Linked DNA regions of Capsicum annuum: region 2 is linked to region 1. Evidence: chromatin contacts called from public Hi-C data. All regions are on one chromosome and are shown on one strand. Each heading gives the region's core, a stretch centred on a gene start, on an enhancer-like site or on the middle of the called end of the contact. The rest is flanking DNA. Distances are from core to core; before and after follow the strand shown.

Region 1 (5,029 bases), core at 1,762-4,261:
GTTAGTGCCGGTATACTGGTACCCAATGATCTGGATAGCGTTACCGGTGCGAACCTTCGAAAAAATCCGATAGTTCCGATTCCAATACCGGTTAACCTCTTTCAATCCGTCAGACGCTTAAATATCTGCCCTTTTTATTTAAAAAATGGGCAGGTATCTGGTACGGCACTGACAACGGCTCTTTTGGCCGTTGCTTTGTAGCTGTTTAAACAACCCCCTTCTCAATTACCCTACACCACCCAATAAAATTTTCACTATAAATATCCTTTATTTCAATTCATTTTTCACACTAATATTATCAATTCTCATACTCTCTCTTAATATTTTCACATTCTCTCTAAATATTTATAATTATTATATTAGTTGGAGTTGAAGATTCAATTATTATATTAGTTAGAGTTGAAGATTTGTTGAAGATATTACAAGCTTCAATTATCATCTTTTAATTCCGATATTTGGTATACGTCTGCTTTTACGTAGACGTTCGATATATTTGTTCCAAGTTTAATCTCTTTTTATTTACGTTAATATTTATATTTTTATTTTTTAGTATCTACATTTGTTTACTTACATTAATTTTTTAATTTATAATATTTGTATTGCTTGTTTTAATATTTAAATTTAAATTATGGATTTAAAAAAAAATAGTAGTGGTAAAAAATCAATCTTTGGTAAGATTTTTCGTAGAAATAAAAAAAGTAAGGCTAGTACTACTACTAGTTCATTACCGTCTAGATTTAATGAAACTTCTTTATCACAATCTAATGGTTTTGATGTTGGTATCGGTATGGAATTAGATAATGAGACCCTAAGTAGGTGTTATAATAATTTTGAGGAAGACTTACCGGAGGAAGATGATATAGAAGAACAAGAGTTAGGTGATACCCCTACCCCTACTAGTCCGGTTGCGAAATTATTAGAACACGGTGAAGAAATTCCTCTGTTAATGGAATTTACTAGGGTCAAAGGTATCAAACGTACTAAAAGGTTTTTAGTTTGGAAATTTATGGAGCATGATAGGGTAAAAAGTACTACTACTTGCAATAAATGCAAGCAAGTTTTTAAACATTTGACCAGGAAAAAAAATGGTGGGACAGGATTGCTAACTTCGCATTTGACGAGATGTAATAAAGAATTTGTTCGTCTAAAAAATGAGGCTATGGCAAAAAAAGATGGTACACAATTTGTGCATGAATCTGTAGGAGGTAATATGATTCAAACGCTTTTAGACATGTTTAACCAGGCTGAAGCAATTTCATCATCGACATATAGTGAAGATGTAGATAGAGAAGAACTAGCGAAAATGGTTGCTGTTATGTGTTTGTCTTTTAGTTTTCCTTCGCATCCCGATTTTATTCATTATATTCATATTCAACGAGTATATAATTCCTCTTTTAAAGTTTTTTCACGAAATACTATTAAAAATGATATTTTTAAATTTCAAGTTGAACATTGTCATTTTCTTCGTTGCTTATTTGATAAATTTGATGGTAGAATATCTGTTACTTCTGATATGAGTCGTAGTGTTATCGGTAATGATTGTTTTACTTTCACGGCTCATTGGATTAATCATGCTTGGAACATGCAAAAAATGAATTATTGCTTATAAATATGTTGATGAGTCTAAAACCGGCATGTATATAGCTAGTATAATAGCGGAGAGCATGAAATATTTTAGATTTATTGGTAAACCTATGACACGCACATTAGATAATGTTTCTAATAATTTGAAAGCTATTGAAAAGTTAAAAACTAAATTATGTCCTATGGATGAAAATCATTTTCATGTTAGATGTGCTGCACATATTTTAAATTTGGTAGTACATGAAGGTGTTTATTTGTTTGAAAATGGTTGTCTTAAAGTTCGAATTGCTTGTAGTTATATTTTTAAAAATAAAAGAAAGGCTGTAATGGATGATTTTAAATATAAATGTAATCAATGTGAACTTCCATATAGAAAAGTTCCAAAAGAAATTCCTACTCGATAGAATTCTTTGTTTCAAATGCTTGAAGTTGCTTTTATATATTGTAAACCTATACAATTAGTTTATAATGCTTATAATGATGATGTTAATTTAATGTTAGATGAAGATGATTGGACTGCAATACAAGAAGTTTGTAAAATTTTGAAAACTTTACATAAGCTACGGAAACAGTATCTGCTCAATATACTCTAACTATTTCTTCTATTTTAGTAACTATTACTGCTATTTCTAAAGTACACTTGCTGAATATAAAAAATTATGCCCCTACAAAGAGGCAATTGAATCTATGTTTGAAAAATTTTAAAAATATTATTTAAATATTCCACAAATTTTTTTAACAACTAATTTATTCAACCCATTTTATAAAGAACATGGTACAGTGATGTTGGTTAGAAAATTATACAACAATTTAGAAAATGGACCTCGTGAAAAGCCATCAGTTGAAACTTGTTGTGCTAGCATAGTACTTACCGTTGAGAGTTTATATGACTTGTATCAAGTTATGGAACAAAATATTGGGATGATCGAACCTACTATTTCTAGATGTAGATATGATGATTTAGATGACGAGATGGACGAAGAACTTGGTCTTCAATGTTGTAGGAGTAATGATTTTGATTTGTATTTTTCGCAGGATCGAAAAAGTATTAGAGATGAAAATGAAAAACAACAACTTTTATCATGGTGGAAGACCCGTATTAGGTAATTTTCAAAACTTTCAAGAATGGTTCGAGATTTGCTATCAACTCAAGCTTCTTCAGTTGCTTCGGAGCAAGCTTTCAGCGCAGGAAGATTTATAATATGAGATCATCGATATTCGTTAGCAAGGGATAGTTTGAAGATTTCGATATTATTTAGAGATTGGATCAATGCCGAACAAAGAAATTTTGGGCTCCCCAAATTATCGCCCCATATTGAAGACGAAATAGATGAAATTTTTGAAGAAAATAGTAACGACGGAATGGAAGAACAAGGAAAATGACCAATTCCGGAAGATTTATCCGTCGAAGAAATAGAAAATTTACGCCAAAAATATTATAGACAATTTAGATATTAATAAAATCGATAGAATTCAAACAGAACCCTATCTCTAATTCAAACAGAACCCTTAGATGGATGCATAGACACTGCAGCAGTACGTTATGTTCCGGTGTCACTTCGGTCCGATCCAGTTCCACACCGGTAGCCAGCGGATCGGTCTGAACAAGGGGAAAATTCCAATATTTTGGTTCCGGTAACACCGGTTCCGATGACGTAAAACGGTAAGGAAGCTCCGGTACCGGTTCCGGATCCGGTCAAACCAGTCCGGCGGTACCGGTTCCGGTCCGTTGCCAGTCCTACCTACGACATAACTGAAGTTAAAAAATACTGTGGTTATGTCCATCGGATTGGATCTCAAGTTCAGGCTTAAAACTCACATTTTAGTGAGAATGTGAATGTACTAAAAAGACACATTTTGGTAAGTGTCGTCACTTTCAGAATATTGACTCTTGTGACCAGTTTCAGATTCTGCATCTTTTAAAAAACTTACTGTTACGGGACATTTTAAAGAAATAAAAACACAGCACCTCCGAGATCTTCGACTTCAAGAGCAGAGCTAGAGTGTATTTTATGGGTCTGAGATCTTCGACTTTTGGACCGGAGCTAGAATATATCTTAGGATTCAATCAGTAGCTTTAGTGAAAGTTCTGTACATATTTTAAGAAATCTATTAATGTACTTATTATCATAATTTTAAAATTCTGACTCCGCTTCTAGTATAACTTAAATTTTACTTATTTTTTAATTCCATCAACTACTGCTACTGCTGTATAATCACATCACATCTCACTATCCCCTGTGTGACCCCAGCGGTGTAGGTCCCCTGTCTCATAGCTATTAGAACAGAACCATGAGCCTTTCTCTTTTACGTTATTGTTCTTTTCCCCCCTCTTTTCAGCATTTTCTTCTTCTCTTTTTTCTTTTGCTGCTAACTTTAAGATGTTTGAGTTAATATACCACCAAACACATCAACACACTTTGCTAAATTCTTCATATTTATAGAGACACAAGTCTTTACTCATGCAAGTGTATCATAAGAATCAAATCTTGAATTTTCTGTTTCAGTGTCATTGAAATGGCAAGAGTAGAGCTGCCTGAGGTGGAGTTAGAGTGCCCCGGACACAGTCACGGAGGCTCCATCAGTGACAAGGCTTCTTCTTGTTCTCAGTTTTATGTCAGTGCTGACGGGTCTCATGAAGATGATTACACCTACGCACGTGCCAGTGAGTGTGCTGGTTCAGTTGATATAGAAAATGGAGCGGATGAAAGTAAGGTGCATTTGGGGGAAATTGAAAGAGATTGCAGAATTTGCCATTTGAGTTTGATGAGTTCAGGAAATGAGTCTGGAGTTGCTATTGAATTGGGATGTTCATGTAAAGACGATTTGGCTGCTGCACATAAGCATTGTGCTGAAACATGGTTCAAAATCAAAGGAAATAAGTAAGTAGACCAAAGCTTGATTTTTCTTCCTTTCTTTTAGTTTTATAGTTGGTGAATATTGAACTTATGATGCCTATATGATCAATGTGGAACATCAATTTTACCATAGACAAAGCATCGTTTGATTACTCGTTTAGGAGACTTGCCGATTTCTCCATAGCAAAAGTGGATCTGCAACAACCACAACTTGTGTCATCGGCCGGCGGCCGCCAGGAATTCTCACGAAACTAATGGAAACCCTTTGTCAACTGACTAGGTATCCTTTACGGGATGCAAAGCTTTTTTCTCTTATGTAAATCCTAACTGTCAACTAATGTGGAAAATCTGTTGTACATTAAGAGTTAGGATTAAGGAGGAGAACAAGCTAACGAGCTAACGTGCTAAGTAGCACCCCTTCTGGGTGGATCCGACCCAATAGATATTTAAGACATTTAACATAAACGTGATGCTTATTAGATGTGATGATTGGCATCTCAACATGATGTTCTTTGTTGGCTTATGTTGTGTCCAAGATTCTCTCACTTTAATATTTTCAATGATATGCATTGGTGATTCTTGTGTTG
Region 2 (5,071 bases), core at 462-2,961, 240 kb after region 1:
AGGAGGGGATTTGATTCTCTATTGCGGAGGTGTGAGACACTGCTATGAATGATTTTAGGCGGGGTAGAGGTAGGCTGAAGAAATATTGAAGAAAGGTGATTAAGCATGATATGCAGTGGTGGATCTACCCTTTGCCAAGGGGGTTCATCCGAACCCCCTTCAGCAAAAAATTATGCTATATATGTATGGTAAAAAAATTTTTATGTACATATATTAGATGTTGAACCCCCTTCGATTAGTTCGTATGTTCACTTATGAACCCCCTTCGTGAATATCCTGGCTCCGCCACTGATGATATAGAGCAGTTACAGCTTACAGAGGATATGGCCTTTGATAGGAAGGTATGGAGGATGCGGATTAGGGTAGAGAGTTAGAGGGTGAGAGTACGTCGGTAACAACAGGGGAGTGTTCTTTATTTGTGTCTGAAGTTTCTTGTTCATGGTGTTGAGTGATGTCTTTGGTTTCGAATAGATAATTTTTAGTATTATCTTGTGGCTAGCGGTGTTAGTTTATTTTGTATACTGTACTAGTTTATATGCATTTATGTTTTGTGTTTGTTATACTGTTACTGGTCCTAAGTCGAGGGTCTATCGAAAATAACCTCTCTACTTCACCTGAGGTAGTGATATGGTTTACGTACACTCTACCCTCCTCAAACCCTACTATGTAGGAATACACTGGGTATATTGTTGTTATTGTTGATTTTATTAAAAATTTAAACCAAAATAAAATATATTTTTTGAGAATATTTTTATTATTTAAAAATAAAAATAAAACATTTCCTAAAATTCAACTCTTATCTTTAAAAGAAAATCTTTTTCACAATTTTCAAAGAAACCTACTAAAAATGAAATAAGAGTTAAAATCTTTAACTTAAAGATAATATTTTGACATAAATAAATACTTAATATCAAAAATAGATTAAAGCTTGGAGAAGATAAAAAATCACGTGTTTATAAATATTAGATTTAAGTAAAAAAAAAATTAAAATCGAACACTTTGAGAAACGCTATGTAATTTCCTCTGAAATTATTCAGGAGAAGGTGGGAGTGGTGTCGGTAGAGGATAAAATGTGGAAAGTGAGGTTGAGATGGTTTGGCCGTGTGATGAGGAGGGCCGCAGATGCCCCGGTTCGTAGGTGTGAGAGGTTGGCCTTGGATGGTTTCAAGTGGGGTAGGAGTAGACCTAAGAAATACTGGAGGGAAGTGATTAGATGTGACATAGAGCAGTTATAGTTGACTGAGGACATGACCCTGAATAGAAAGGAATGGAGGAAAAACATTAGGATAGAGGGTTAAGGTGGGTGAATGAGTCGTGGTAAGTAGGTAGGAGGGCTTGGATGTCTTTTGTTTGGCAGTGTTGCATATTTTTGTGGATGTCGTATCTATATTTTTTATCGTGTTCCATGCTTTTGATGTTTTTATATACTGTCCTTTGTCTTGAGCCGGGGTTTATCGAAAACAGCCTCTCTACTTCGTTAGAGGTAGTGGTATGATCTGCGTATACTCTATCCTCTCCAGACCCCATGTGAGAATCTACTGGATTTGTTGTTGTTGTTGTTGTTCGGTTTGTTTAGTTAGGTAATTTTACTGAATTATGAGCCCATTTAAAAGAGTCCAAACTACACTAAAGTTTGAACTTCTTTTTGTAAGCCCAACTACTATCCATTTTGTTTGTTTGTCGTGTTGCATTTTGGTGACCTTCCTGAACTTCTTTTTGTAAGCCCAACTACTATCCATTTTGTTTGTTTGTCGTGTTGCATTTTGGTGACCTTCCTGGAGATAATACAAAGTCAAATCACTTACATGTAATAAGATAGAGCTCCCTGTCCTCTTCCACCAAAAATTTGACAGGTAATTTAATTTAAATTTCCACTAAATTCTTCTCCTTGTTATTATTCTCTCTCTATATATTATTGCTATTGTAACTGATGATTCATTGTCTTTGTTGGACCATATACAGAGTTGAACAGTTTATGAGTTGAATGGAAGTGGCTTCGAATTTCCAAACTTTGTCTTTTGGACCAAGAATCAGTCGACCCTACGCGAATTTCGTGAGTTTTTATGTTGTCGTAATAAATTTGTCATCTGATCCGGATAACCTCGATTTTTGAGTTGTTTGGGGTTGTTTATAAGGGTTTTTGTAGTGTTTGAGGAAAAATGCTAGGGTGTTATTTTGAGAAGCTGTGTTATTTTGAAGTTTTAGGTTCCTTTCTTCGTAACACTGTTTAGGAATACTTTATGTGATTATCTTTTGCAAGATAATGGGTAATATACTCAGTTTATTGTCAAAAAAGAAATGATTTTTTTTAATAATTGTGGTGTCCAGGCCAGGCCCACTTTCGTGTACCTCGACTAATTCCTGGGATATCTACAACCTCTCACCAGCAACAAGTACCTTATTAACTCTGTCCACCAAGGCTAACCAGGCTAAGGCAGATGAAAAGAAATCAGCTAGTTTTTTGCCTCTGCTGGGACTTCAACCTAAGACCTCATAGTTCTCACCCACTTCATTGAGCACTAGGCCACACCCTTAGGTGCAAAAAGAAATGCTTTTTTTCTCTCACTGATTTTAATGATTGTTCAGGTCTTTGAGGGATCTTGCTTTGCTTTTTATCCATGGAGTTAGTTGTTTATACCCAAACTTATCTCTCATCTGGAAATAATATTTCTCTATTCTATGAAATAAATTTTCCAAAAGTATTCACTTTGGATCTTCCACGTATTCAGCTCGTCTCTCAGGCTCATGGCACAACTCCTATTTGCACTAACATTGTTGATAAAACCTTGATAATGAAAAGGCAAACTTTGGCACCTAAGGATGTGGCCTAGTGGTCACCAAAATGGGTGAGAACCATGACAAAAAACACTGGGTGATGTCTTCCCATTTATCATAGCCTTGGTGGATAGTGATACCTGGTACTTTTCATGGAATTAGTTGAGGTGCACACAAGTTGGACCAGACACCACAGTTATCCAAAAAAAAAAAAAAAGAAAGGGAAACTTTGTGGCAATTGCAGAAAGCCTGTTAAGTGTTAATTTCCCAAATTTATCATTGACCTTTTGATTGATCAAGTTCTTTTTTCGATCAATTGAATGTTTGATTGGTTAACACAGCTTTCATCCAAACAACAAAGGAGATGCTTTCAAATTAGTTCTCATTTCTGTCAGATTTCTGTTCCGTTTCCCTGCTTTTTCCTCCTCCTTTTCTGGTTTCCTATTCTTCTTGTGCTGAATCATTAAGAAGACACTGCCATGGATTCTTCTCTTCTAGCTCTCTTCGTTTTACTCATTTTTGTAAAAACATTGATCCATTGCTGGGTTTATAAGGACATGATTACAATGTCAAAATAAGAACATTGCTGCATTTGCGAGTATTTGAATGGATATTTCGGAGCTTGAGTTGTTAATGGTTGATGGTTACGCATAAAGCCATGATAGGGGTAAATGCTAAGGTTGTTGATGTGTAATATTCAGAAAATTAATGAATTAGTGTTACAACAGGCTGGCATGATAGAGGTAGTGGTGGTGAAGGTATGAATGTGGTGCAAAGTTGCTATTTGTCAAATGGAGACTATAGGTCCTAAAGTGAATTTTCGCCAGGGGATTTGGTCTTGTGGTAGGAGCACTAGCGCGATCATTGGATTAGATTTAAATCACGGGTTAGAACTGTGCTGCAGATAAAAACTTGATATTTAAGTGTAGAAGGGTAGAGGAGCAGCCTGCCCATTATCAACTGAGTTCAAATCATGCACCACTCGTATTTGAAGGTTTTTCGATTATAAAAAAAGATCCTAAAGTGAATATCTTTCATCTTTCGATATGGTAATATTTCCAAAAGTGATGGTTAAGGGCCCACAATAGAGCCATATAATCTTTTGGTCCTGCAGAAGTGTTTTTGTAGTTTTCGTTTGTTCTTTGCTTCCAGTAATCTTAAGTTTTGTTAATAAATATCCGTATGTCTGAGATATGTCTTTCATGATTTCATCTACTTCTGCCTGGTAATGATGGTGTTTCACTTCCTGTTGCTCATCTGCGGTTGCCACTGTTGCTGTTTTTGCTGTCTTTCTTTCTACCCTTGGAATTTTTAATCACTTAAATCCTAAGCTTTTCTTTTACCATTCTGCTGATAATGAGCTCTTAAGCCCCTCAATTCATCAGCTATAGTAAATTTCAATCAGTTTAACCCAAATTTGTTCCCTGGCGCGCTGCACCAGAGTTAGTGAACATGACAATTTGGCATGCTAGAAAACTTTCTCATGCAGGTAGATTACAGTTAATGCAAACAGTCCTTTTTGGCATTCAATCTTACTGGTCCCAACTCTTTATCATCCCAGCAAAGATCCTTAAACTTATAGTTTCCAACTGTAGACGCTACCTCTGGTCTGGTAACAATGCCATCACAAAAAACGCTTTAGTGGCCTGGGGCAGAATGTGTACCCCTAAGTCTATAGGAGCTCTGAATCTCATTAATACCCACCTATGGAACAAAGCTGCAATTGCAAAAACTAGTTGGGATCGAGCTCATAAACAAAACATATTATGGATTCGATGGATTCATACTTATTACATCACGACCAACTCAGTATCTACTGCTCCTACACCTAACCCAGGCTCTTGGATGATTAGAAAGATGATGACCACTGGTATTTTGGAGCAAACTCGAACACTGACACAGAGGCCCACATCTATCAGAACTATCTACCTGAAACCATTATGTGATAATCCTAGAGTTCCCTGGAGTTTATGCTGTTTGGCAATAATGCAAGGCCAAAAGCCAGATTTACTCTTTGGCTTCAATTGCAGAACAGACTACAAACTACTGATAGGCTTAGTGGGGATTGAATGTTGATACAAAATGCAAGCTATGTCAAGTACAACTGGAATTAAGGGATCATTTGCTTGTTCACTGTGACTTCACTAAGCAACTATGGAGCAGGATCATGAATTGGTTGCAATGGCATTGGAGTGCAACAACAACCTGGGATACTCACCTAGCTTTGGCCATGCTTTGCTCTAAGGGCAAATCTCAGAATGCACAGCTTTTCAAAATGGTCTAAGCAGAGCTTGTG

What was found. A called contact is a pair of places that touch in the nucleus more often than the background predicts.
Region 2: a contact with region 1 is called in a Hi-C map of leaf, with 2.8 times the contacts expected there. The contact joins the promoter of LOC107845976 here to the promoter of LOC107845978 in region 1. A contact is called at or near these places in 2 of 5 Hi-C or Micro-C datasets (leaf and placenta).

Annotation. Positions count from the first base shown.
Region 1 is chr10:164,417,835-164,422,863 of UCD10Xv1.1, forward strand. It overlaps LOC107845978, which reads left to right and starts at 3,012. Exons shown (of 3, transcript XM_016690504.2): 1 at 3,012-3,444; 2 at 4,092-4,466. The coding sequence starts at 4,102.
Region 2 is chr10:164,657,496-164,662,566 of UCD10Xv1.1, forward strand. It overlaps LOC107845976, which reads left to right and starts at 1,712. Exons shown (of 4, transcript XM_016690503.2): 1 at 1,712-1,853; 2 at 1,963-2,053. The coding sequence starts at 1,985.